Linked DNA regions of Mus musculus: all the other regions are linked to region 2. The links are chromatin contacts, called in public HiChIP or PLAC-seq and promoter capture Hi-C maps. All regions are on one chromosome and are shown on one strand. Each heading gives the region's core, a stretch centred on a gene start, on an enhancer-like site or on the middle of the called end of the contact. The rest is flanking DNA. Distances are from core to core; before and after follow the strand shown. Region 1 holds the start of Mrpl23 (mitochondrial ribosomal protein L23). Region 2 holds the start of Ap2a2 (adaptor-related protein complex 2, alpha 2 subunit). Region 3 holds the start of Lsp1 (lymphocyte specific 1).

What was found. Promoter capture Hi-C pulls out the DNA fragments that hold promoters and counts their contacts. HiChIP or PLAC-seq counts read pairs in DNA pulled down with a chosen protein or histone mark.
Region 1: an H3K27ac HiChIP or PLAC-seq map of thymic regulatory T cells shows a contact between it and region 2, with 5 times the contacts expected there. The contact joins the promoter of Mrpl23 here to the promoter of Ap2a2 in region 2. A contact is called at or near these places in 1 of 39 promoter capture datasets (the C10 cell line), 1 of 484 Hi-C or Micro-C datasets (embryonic stem cells) and 1 of 115 datasets of contacts at active chromatin or transcription factors (thymic regulatory T cells).
Region 3: a contact with region 2 is called in a promoter capture Hi-C map of the C10 cell line, with 2.4 times the contacts expected there. The contact joins the promoter of Lsp1 here to the promoter of Ap2a2 in region 2. A contact is called at or near these places in 2 of 39 promoter capture datasets (the C10 cell line and neutrophils) and 1 of 484 Hi-C or Micro-C datasets (muscle stem cells).

What each region holds. Positions count from the first base shown.
Region 1 is chr7:142,531,065-142,534,701 of GRCm38.p6, reverse strand. It overlaps Mrpl23 (mitochondrial ribosomal protein L23), which reads right to left and starts at 1,670. Exons shown (of 5, transcript NM_011288.2): 1 at 1,508-1,670. The coding sequence starts at 1,524.
Region 2 is chr7:141,560,918-141,564,154 of GRCm38.p6, reverse strand. Ap2a2 (adaptor-related protein complex 2, alpha 2 subunit) reads right to left here and starts at 1,975. Exons shown (of 22, transcript NM_007459.3): 1 at 1,729-1,975. The coding sequence starts at 1,795.
Region 3 is chr7:142,458,966-142,462,499 of GRCm38.p6, reverse strand. Lsp1 (lymphocyte specific 1) reads right to left here and starts at 1,688. Exons shown (of 11, transcript NM_001136071.2): 1 at 1,534-1,688. The coding sequence starts at 1,601.

The sequences.
Region 1 (3,637 bases), core at 421-2,920, 970 kb before region 2:
TGGTCCCAGCTTGTAAAATTGTAAGAACAAGGAAGGAAGGACCTCATAAACAGGGCAGTGGTGGTACTCAGCTTGCAGATACCACCTCTTCCAAAGGCCTGCTGCTAACTCCTGCTTCTGGGGAGTGGCCAGCCCGGAAATATCACCCCCACCCCCACCCCCAGGGCCCACAGAAGTTCCTTGAGAGGGAGGAAAACAGGCTGGGGGCTAGAGAAGACAGTGTTTCCAACATGGCTCCGAGCTAGCAACACCTCACTGGACACCTAAAACTATCTAAACAAGCAGGACTTGGTGGGATAGCCAGTTTCCACCATTATCAGGCCTGTAGAGAAAGCAGGATCTCTGCCTGGTGGTCCTGCTCGCCTCCATGCCCACCTGAGCAGACATGGAGAAGGACAGGAGAAACTCAAGGACTGGGATTACTAGAGACTCATAGTTCATGGTCCCCAGGTGGAGGGTGGGTACACAGGACCACCCTAGGGTCACACTGATAACCGAGGTGTGGCATGTGGGCCAGACCTCTAAGTCTTGGGAGCACCACACTGGAAGCACCAAGCTGAGGGCACCAGAGAAGTTTCAGGGCTGAGAAGCAGGTACCAGAGTTTCAGATGACTCCCAAGGTAGCATGGTGGGAGCCTCAGAAGCAGGCCCCATCGCTAAATGTTTGCCAAACTCAATGACTCAAGAGCCTACCTAATGGTCAAATTAGAGGTCTGGCCTTTTAGGGCTCTCTTAACTTCTTTTCTACTATTATTATTTTTTTTTTTATGAGCAGCCCCAAACAGCATATCTCAAATGGAACTCTTGGCTCTCTCTTCTCGCTGGGAGCCTGGTTCCCAACTGGTAGGCTGTTAACCTAGTCCTCCTCAAAGCTCAGGTCTCATCCCTGGTCTCACTCTGCCCCCACCCACCTGTCACTCATTCACGCATGGGTCCAACCAGCTCCCTGCAAAGCCAGGGGGTGAGCCCAAAAGCTGAACTAGACTGGCCCTGCCTCACACTGGCCTGGTTCAGAGGTCCCTGGTCTCCCAGCCAGTCTGCGGAAAGAAATCACAAGGTTGCCCACCAGGGAACCAGCCCTCACCCCTTCTTATTGCAGGGTCCCCCCAATTCTGCTTCCACGAGAACTCTCAAAACCGCATTAATGCTCAACCTAGGGCCACCCAACCAGTGGGTCACGTGTTTACTGAACACATGTTTCCGGCTCAGACTGTGGGAGGCTAGCACTGCTGGCCACGTGGAGACCGGTGAATGTAGCAACTTTGGGGGACTTGGGCCAGGGGTCCTGCAGGCAACGGCCAATCCTGGCTCAGCCCTGGCTGTCTGCCAAAGCAGGCTGTAGCCGCTGGCTGTGATTGACAGCCAGGACACTAAGCCGAGGTGGCCCTGCCGCGTGGACCCTGGCGGGTTTCCCGCCGCGTGCGGGCGCCTCCGGCTTCCGGCCCGGGCCCCGCACCCACCCGACCTGGGCTGCTTAGCCCGTTCCGCGGGTCACGACTTTACTCACAACACATTCCGCGCCATGGCAGCCGCACCTCCTGGTCAGGAAGGAGCGACACCCGCCCCGCACAGCGCCCGCGCTGGCACAGCGCCCCCTCGCTTCCGGAGGCCGCGCTACCCTCTCCCTGCACCGCAGGGCCCCGCACTTTCGGTGTCCCGCAAACCCCACCCCACCCCCAACCCCGCACCCGAAAAGCCCCTCCCCCACCCGTGCACCGTAAGCTGCTTGCGCACCGCCCCCGGCACAGCGCACCCCGCCTCTCAGCCATAAAAACAGTGAACAGCCCCGCCCCTCACCCGGCCCCGCAAAAAGCCGGCATACACTCTGTACCCATTTGCCCCATCCCAGCACCACACAGAATCCTGCATACCTCTCGGTGTATAGTGTACCTCCCTGTTCTTCAACCTGTAAGCACCCTACAGTACATGCTTTCCCACCCACAAGGGCACCACACTTTGCCATGAGCAGTCCCGCATCTCTGCACTGCTGGCTGGTGGATTCTACAAAGGGCAACTACTATCCTGTTTCCCCACCCCAACATTGCATGGCCCCACCAAGCACAGTCATACACCTTGTACCCCCCCCCCCAAATCTGCTCTGTGAATCTACTCTGTTCCCTTGCTGTAGGTGGTCCAGCAGTACCTTTGTCCCCACTCCCCTTTTTCTGGACTGGACGAAACCACCCCATAAGGCTCACCAAGGCCTGGCCACATAGCCCCCACCCTGTGTTCCACAGCCTAGTCTTTCTCTAGGCTCTGCCAGCTCTTTGTCCCCTTTCCCACATAAGCACATCAGAGGCTACACCCATGCCCTATCCCACATAGGACCCTAGCCCCCCTCAACAATTAAGTCACAGCCTCGCCAACAATCCCTTGGGCAGCAGAGATGGGGAAGGGTGGGGTGGACTGGATCTCTTGTATGAAGTCTACGGCCCCTCTCCCAATCCAGACTGGGTTGTTTTCCCTTCCAGGCAAGACTCCCAGGACCCCCTCCTTTCTCCTTCCCTCCCTTTCTTGGCTGCCCAGCCACATTTGCAGCCCAGCAGCACTGCATACTCCCTGTCCCAGGAGCCCCTGGCCACACCTCCTTCAAGAGGCCACTAGCCTCCCAAGGCCTTGCTGTTCACAAGTCCTCAGCCCTGCAGGTCAGAGACCCTCCAGCTTCGTCCTAACTAAGGGATCCCTGCCCATAGCTCTTGTCCCGACTTGGTGGTCTTGCTGCTCTCTCCTGCTTCCTGGCCCATCTCTCCCCATAGGTTCTCTCTGCTGCTTTCCAGCTCCCTCGGTCCTTGTTAAGTTTCTGTCTGTACCCCACGGCAACATAGTTGTGTTTGGGGGCTCAGGAAAGGAGACATGGGTGGAGATATCAGGCACATTATAAGAGGCCATCATGGTGGCTCTGGGAGAAGCATCTAGGTCACCCATTTAATGATCAAAATGACCACTGGGGTCCCCTAGGATGAAGGATTAGAGGTGAGTTGTGAGCACAGATCCCTGCCCATATCCACTCCTGTGTAGTGTTACAAAATGAATGTGGCTATGACCCAGCAGCAGATGATATTAGCCTAGCCTGAGTTCTGAGCCCCATCTCTCTTCCTCTCCAGATCAGACTTCTGGGGTTTTCTCCCACTTCTTCTGTCACCCATTGCTCGGCCTGACTGGACTGCCGTAGCCCGCTACAGTACCATTCCACACCTCCTCCAAGAGGCCGAAGGCTAAAAAAAAAGGAACACAAGGACCAGAAAAGTACAAGGTTGTCCTTTCCTTAGTAAAGACTGTTGTTAGCCATATTTAAGATGGGCTCAGGGTTGTAACAAAAAATTAGTTCCCTAGCTGGCCACTGCTTGGGAAGAGACTTGGTAGACCATGTAGGACTGGGAGATTGAATTTAGATTCATGAGTCTTGCACCTTTACCCAAACTGAGCTATCTTGCTGGCCAGCTCTAAAATTAGGTGGTTCTGAGACTCCCCCTGGGAAGAAAGCATTTAAGTGTGAGGTGACCTTATATGTGACATATGGTGTACGTAACTCTGGGAGAAAAAGACTCCCTAGTCAAAGAAGGTGCTGAGCAGGGAGAAGCCAAGTGGCCCTGTGGGAGCTGGGGTCCTCACAGCTTGGAAGACAAAGGGTGAAGGA
Region 2 (3,237 bases), core at 726-3,225:
TGGTAACCTGTTGGGTGAGAAACTGGCTTTCACTCTCAATGTCCTGCACAAATGTAACCCTCTTCAGAAGGATGGAGCTGGGGAAATGGTTCAGGGGGTAAAGATACTTGCTGCCACACCTGAAGACCCACATGATGAAAAGGGGAAACAGACTTCTGAGAGAGACGTCCTCTGACCAGAACACAGGCACCATGGCTTGTGGGTGAGTACACATACACACACAACACAAACACTTATAAATGTAATTTTTTACAAAAATTTTAAGAAAATAACAGCTGGGCGGTGGTGGCGCACACCTTTAATCCCAGCACTTGGGAGGCAGAGGCAGGTGGATTTCTGAGTTCGAGGCCAGCCTGGTCTACCAAGTGAGTTCCAGGACAGCCAGGGTTATTAAAGAAACCCTGTCTTGAAAAAACCAAAAAGAAAAAGAAAAGAACAAAATGCTTCATGACTATGAATGTTATTGTCTAAAATTTTGGTAAGCCCTGATCCAAGGATGCCTGTATCTTTGCAGAGCAGGGAGGGACAGAAATCTACCTCTTCCAGAGTCCTACAGACCCAGGCAAGCTGGGGTCCTGCACACAGTCTTAGGGAATACAGTATAAATTTAAGTGTTAGTGTGACGACACACTGGGCAAAATTCCTCAGGAAGCATATTAATCTCTAAAGTAACAAAAATCATGGAGTCAGCTATTTGCTGGATACCAAGAAAAAAATAAACTGACAGGAAAATGGCTTTTCTTCTCATCAGTAAGGGGGTGTCTGATAACCCTCAGAAGTTTCTGTAAGCCAAAGTCCTGGGCACCCGCCCTGCCTGACCTTTAACCTTCCGACCCATTTCACTTTGAGCAGATTTTTTTTTTCCACCCAGGGGACACTGGCTACAGAACTGCTCAGCGGAGAAGCAGGCGCAGCTTCCAGCATCCACACCCGGCTGCTCCCGGTTCCCTGGGGGAATGAGTCACTTTAATCGCAGTGGGTGAGATCTAATCATCGCCCAACATGCCGCCTGAATCAGGTCCGAGAGACGTATAGTGTCCCTATCCCCGCCCAAAGAGAAATCCACGCTGTTTTGGAAAAGGCTGGGTTAAAGGCTCCATTACTAGAAAGACCAAGATGACATCATGCTGGGGAGGGGCGTCTAGGGCCGGAAACCCCTCGACTGTGCCACAAACCCCACAGACTCCCCACCGCGCCCCGCACTCCCATCGCTACACCTAGATCTCAAGACACCTAAGCCCCGCACCTCAGTCTGAACACCCACAGGCAATCTCCCAACTGTCCAAACCCATACATGCAATCACTCTACCAGGGGTCCGCACCCCAGATCTCTGCCTAACATCTCTGCTCCTACCCCAACCCCACTGCCAGATTTGCACCTCCAGGACCCTGCCCCACTCACCAGCACGAATCTTCACTCTACACCTCATCTTCGGGTCAGGACTTGGGACACCACCACCATCACCCCAGTCTGGTCCCCCCGCAGCAGGCTACCAACTCCCGCCAGATGTGCACCCAGGACGCGCGCTCTGCACCCTAAGCGCCCGCGCGGGACCCCCGCCCCACCGCGCGATCTGCACTCCACAGCCCTCCTTCTCAAGCCTGAGCGGACCCGCGCACCGGCCCACACCCCTCTCCCCGTTCCGGCCGAACCCCCCAGACCCCCGGCCGCACCTGCGGACCCCCGGCCGCGCCCCCGCTCAGGCCCGCCCGGCGTCTGGCACTCACAGTTGCGGATGTCGGAGATGAAGACCGCTAGGCCTCGCATCCCGTCCCCCTTGGATACGGCCGGCATCTTTGCGCCCCGGGAGCGGCCTCGGCGGCGGGCTAGAACAGCACGGGCGCGGCGGTCACGCCGAAGAGCCCTGGAGCGCGGAGCCGCCTAGCCACAGCCGCCTCGGGCCCCCGAGCGCCGCTCGCTGGGCTGCGCGCGCGAGCACGCACGACGCACGCGCTGGCGCGCACGCTGAGCCTCGCGCCCGGCGACGGGCGGTGCAAGAGAGCGTGCGCATTCTCGCGGTGCTGGGGGGCGGGGGGAGGACGAGGAGGATGGGGGCGTGGCGCGGGATAGAGCCGGATTGCTGCTTGGAGAACCGGAGCTGTGCGGAGCGCGCAGGCGCTACACCTCCTGGTATCACCGCCTGGTGAAGGATCCTTCCAATGTATACCGGAGTAGCCCCGATCTCGCTCTCACGGGTGAGCCCGGCTTTACCTAGACAGAGACACTGACACCAGTGCGGGATCAACCCAGTGTCACACAGGGGTGTAGGGGAGGAGCGGGCTGCACTAGCACCTACAGCAGTCAACCTTTGCCTGTGCAAACCGGCCCCAGAGCCCTGGCAGTTGGACTGACCTACCCCAGGCCACCGGCGTGGAACCGGAGTGAGAGGCGTTTACAAGCCTCTAAACTGGGACAAAAGGAAGCGCTACTCCAGGTTCCTACTTCCCTTACAAATGGGGAAACTGAGGCTTGAAGCTAGACTGACCACTCTTGCCGAGGTGACTGTTGTCTGGAGTACAACCTCTCAGCATTCATCCAGGCCCCTTTGCTTATTGCTTCTGCTCCCCTGTTCCCCTCTCTAGCGAGGTGGCCCCATTGGATCCTTCCTATGGACCCATTTTGCAGAAGAGCGGGATTGGCCCACCACTCCAGGAAGTGGAGATCATGGTGGCTCTTCCCTAGCTCTCTTCTGTGAAGAGGAAGCTTCACACCTAAGGTGGTTATCATGATCCAGACCCACTAGGCAGAACTCTCTGTCCCTTGCTTTTATACAGATGTGGTAGAGCCTAGTCCAGAGAATAAGAGGCACGACCCTCCTATAAATCAGGCAGTCCACCAAGGTCCCAGGACTGATGGAAGAAACTGAGAACATAATAAGCCAAATCTCTGGTGAGGCTGCTGAATTTGCCTGACTTTTTAAGAGGTGAAAGAGCCAGCACCAGAAAATAAACTTCCTCCAGCTTGTCTGCACCATCAAAAAGATGCTTCTGGGCCATATAAGGAGTGCTGGACAGGTGGCAATAGGAATCCCATTGCTTATGCCCAGACAGGAATGAGACTGCAGGAGATTCTCAGACTCCTCCATTGTACTGACTCTGAGAGTCACCACAGCCATCCTATAGTTAGTATTTTAAATAATTTCATTATAAATTATTTATTGAAAGGGGTGTGCAATGTGGAACTCAAAGGACACTTTGTGAGAGTCAATTTTTTTCCTTCCACCTTGTGAGTCCCAG
Region 3 (3,534 bases), core at 439-2,938, 900 kb before region 2:
GTCCTACAGCAAGATGACTAGGGATCGGCTGGGACCGCCAGAGCTGTGGGCACCCTTCACTGTGCTGCTTAGACCTCGGCATTTGAGACAGCTGAGAGAGGGGGCTGAGGAAGGGCCTAGGAGGAGGGTGGGGCTGGCTTGGCTGCTTGAAGCTGCCCTTCTATGGGCACAAGGTGGCAGGGGCACTGACGTGCAGTCATTTCTGAACAGGGTCACAGCTGTTGACTGATCACCCTGTTCCACACACCCCGCAGCTTGTGTCCTCATCCAGCCTGGGCAGAGTGTCCTTGGAGCCCTTCTTGGGATGTCACGATGCATGTCCCCCTTCCCAGGAGACAGACTTCATAGAGCCTTTCTGGGAACAACATGGCCCTGGAATCCCAAGGCTGGCACAAGGGTGCTGACCCAGACCAGGCCAGTCTCTGCTTAGCCTCAGACTCCTTTCCTAGCCTGAGGGTTCCTTGGACAACTTTCTAACCAGGGTCCAAATGCAAAGCAATAGTGTGGAGACCCCCCAACATGCACCCCTCAAAGTGAGGTTTCTTCCCATTATCATTGATAAGGATTGAGGAATTGCTGTTCCTGCCCAAGATCTGGCGTCCGGCTTGCGAACTGCAGAGACCCTGCAACCCCTGCTAAGGTGGGCCTTATCTCCTTGAGCCTGTGGCTGAACCCTAAGAGTCACACTCTCCCTGGCAGCCTGGCAGCTCCGGTAGCAATTTTATGTTTTACCTCTTTCTTCCCCTTCCTCTTACACACCTGGACCGCAGCCCCCACATCCTGCTCCCATGAGGCTGCTAGCCTCTGACCTGTCCCCAAGACCTGACACCCTCTTCTGAGACCTGTTCCTGGGACAGGGCAGGGCAGGCACCAATGGCCTGGCTTGGTCTCCATGTCTACCCACTAACAGCTTCCCTTCTCATTACCCCCACCCCCACCTTATGACCCAACACAGGAAAGACAGGGAACACCCTTCACATCCCTTTAAATTGCAGATGCCCTTAAGCAGCTGACAGCCTAAAGGCCTCTGCCCAGCCCTGTCTGTTGCAGGGCAGTGGCCCCCTTTACCTTTGCCAATGTTCATTCCCATACCCACTGTACTTAACAACAGTGCCTGGTCCATAAGACACCATTGACCTTCTCTATCCTCACATAGCAGCTTTGGGAACCCCTGAGGCCTGGTCACCTCTCAGTATCTTAAGGCAGGCCAGACCCCTCAGACAAGCCTATAGGTGCATGAGGTCAGGATTCCTAGGCCTAGTTTCTCCCAACACAGCTACTGCTCTCTCCTGCTGTTCAGGCCATATCCAGCCACTCCCAGTCCCTTCCACACCAAGCATCCATCTTCTCTATTCTGGCTATGAACCCTAGCCAGGAAGATAGCCTTTCCCAGTTAGGCCAAGCTGCAGAGGGAGATAGAGGAGATACACACCTCTCTGGTAAGAGAGGGTTTCTGAAGGCTATCTAAGTCCTATCTGAGATTCTGCCTACTCAGCACTTGGCACAAAGCAAACTGCCCATAGTGGAACTCACCCTTCGCTGTCTTCTGCATGGAGCTCTTCCTGTTCCTCGCATCTGGGATCGATGGCAGCCTCCGCCATGGGCCTGGTGTCTTCGGTGTGGGTGCACTTGTTATGGCTCCTGGTGTTTCTCTGTAGATGGGCGGTGGCCTAGAGCCTCAGCCCCCCACCCTTCCCGCCCCAGGTTTCACTTCCTCCTTCCTGTAGCAGGTTGAGGTTTGAAACCTATGGGGCTTGGGTTTTTTTTTTTTTTTTCCTATGTTGCTGCAACAGAAGAAGAGTTAAAACAAAACAAAACAAAACAAAAAAACAAAAAACCAAAAACCAACTAAACCCAAACCACTCATCAGGAAGTGTTGAGCAAGCAAGCTATAGCCTCCTGGAATGACAGAAAAGGGCTGAGGGTAGAGGTGAGTAAGGCTACTCCTTGCAACTCTGGTCCATAGACCTGAGAGTAGCTATGTCTCCCACAATGTCCAGAATTCATGGTCCCTTTAGTGTCCGTGGACTGCTTTCAATTGCTTTGCATGGAAATCTTCTGTGCTTCCAAGTGTGCTCAATGAACATGGTGGAACTAGTTCTTGATGCTTCAAGGTCATGGCCTTGGACACTCTTAGTTAGCCTTTGCTCCCCAGCCATGTCCAGGGTCCCACATGTGGTGCTCCCCTAGTCTGTGGTTCTAGAGCTTGTCTCTATCTGTCTCCATTCCTAGCTGCTGGACGCTCTTGTCTCCCTGCTCCATCAGCTCTCTCTAATCCTGCCTCTGTGCTCTGGGCATTTGGAACCAGTCGAAGAGTCGGTTGATGTTCCCAGCTATGCTGGGGTGGGTCATGGGTTCTCCTGAGAGGCAGCACCAGAGGAAGGACTGAGGCTTTTGGGAGGGAACCAAAGGGACTATAAAGGAATGATGGGGAATGTGATAGCCAGATCCCAAAGTCCCGGGACTTGGGCTAAAGTGTCACTGGGCCAAGTTGAGGCAGCCACAACATGGTAGAGACTCTCTCTTTGAAGCTTGCTGACCCAAGAGATAGAAAGAAAGGAGCCAGTGCCCTATTTCCCAGCACTGGGCAATGAGTGACCTCGGAAATCTCACTATGAGGTCTTACAGGAGAAGTGCAGAAAGGCAAGAGAGCCTTAGGGTGTTGGGAAACTTAGTAGAAGCTGTAGAGTATCATCTAGAGGTAGACCTGTGTTTGCAAGCCTGCCTGACTGCAGGGAGCCCTTTCTTATCCACATGGTCCAGTGGAGGCAAAGCCTTGCTTACTCTATCCCAGTCCTGAGGAGGGGGCAACAGGAAGAGTGAGTATTGTTCAGCAGACTGGGCAGGACACCTGCCTGCTTTTTCTTCAGCCTCCTCTCTCTCTCCTTTTGCACTTTGCTTCCTTGGGACCCTCCTAAGTGCTCTGTTGATAAGTGGCTGGGAATGCATTTGGCAGGTGACAGAGTTATGCCACTTCTGTCCTGACACCTCTTAAGAGGTTTTCACTGGTTCCTATGTCTGTCACAGGGCCTCGCCATCCAGGCACCTTATCGGTGCATTCCAGCCACTAATCTATGAACTTTCTGTGGCCTGTTTGTCCTTAGGGCTGGGGGATGGAGAGGTGGAGACCATTGGCTACCTACAGACTGGATTGGTTTCATAGTTTTCAGGACCTCAAATCCAGCAGCTAACATCTTTCAGATGGAAATTCAGACCCTAATAGCACAGACCCTTCAAGCCTGCAGAGCCAGCTCTGCCCAAGGGGAAAACCCCAGTCTGGTTCTCTCAAAGCTGAAGTGTTTATAAAGTCAGCCCCAAGAGTAGCAGTGTGGAAGGCAGGACTCCTGAGAGGAGATGGGTCTTACACCCAGGTCATATCACAGGAGTGACTTTCCTGTAAAAGTAAATCGTAGGGTGGCAAGATGGCTCAGGAGGCAAAGGTGTTTGAGACCAAGCTTGATGATCTGAGTTCAATCCATCGGACCCACACGGTGAAAGGAGAGAACCAATTCCTACAAGTTGTCCTCTGATCTC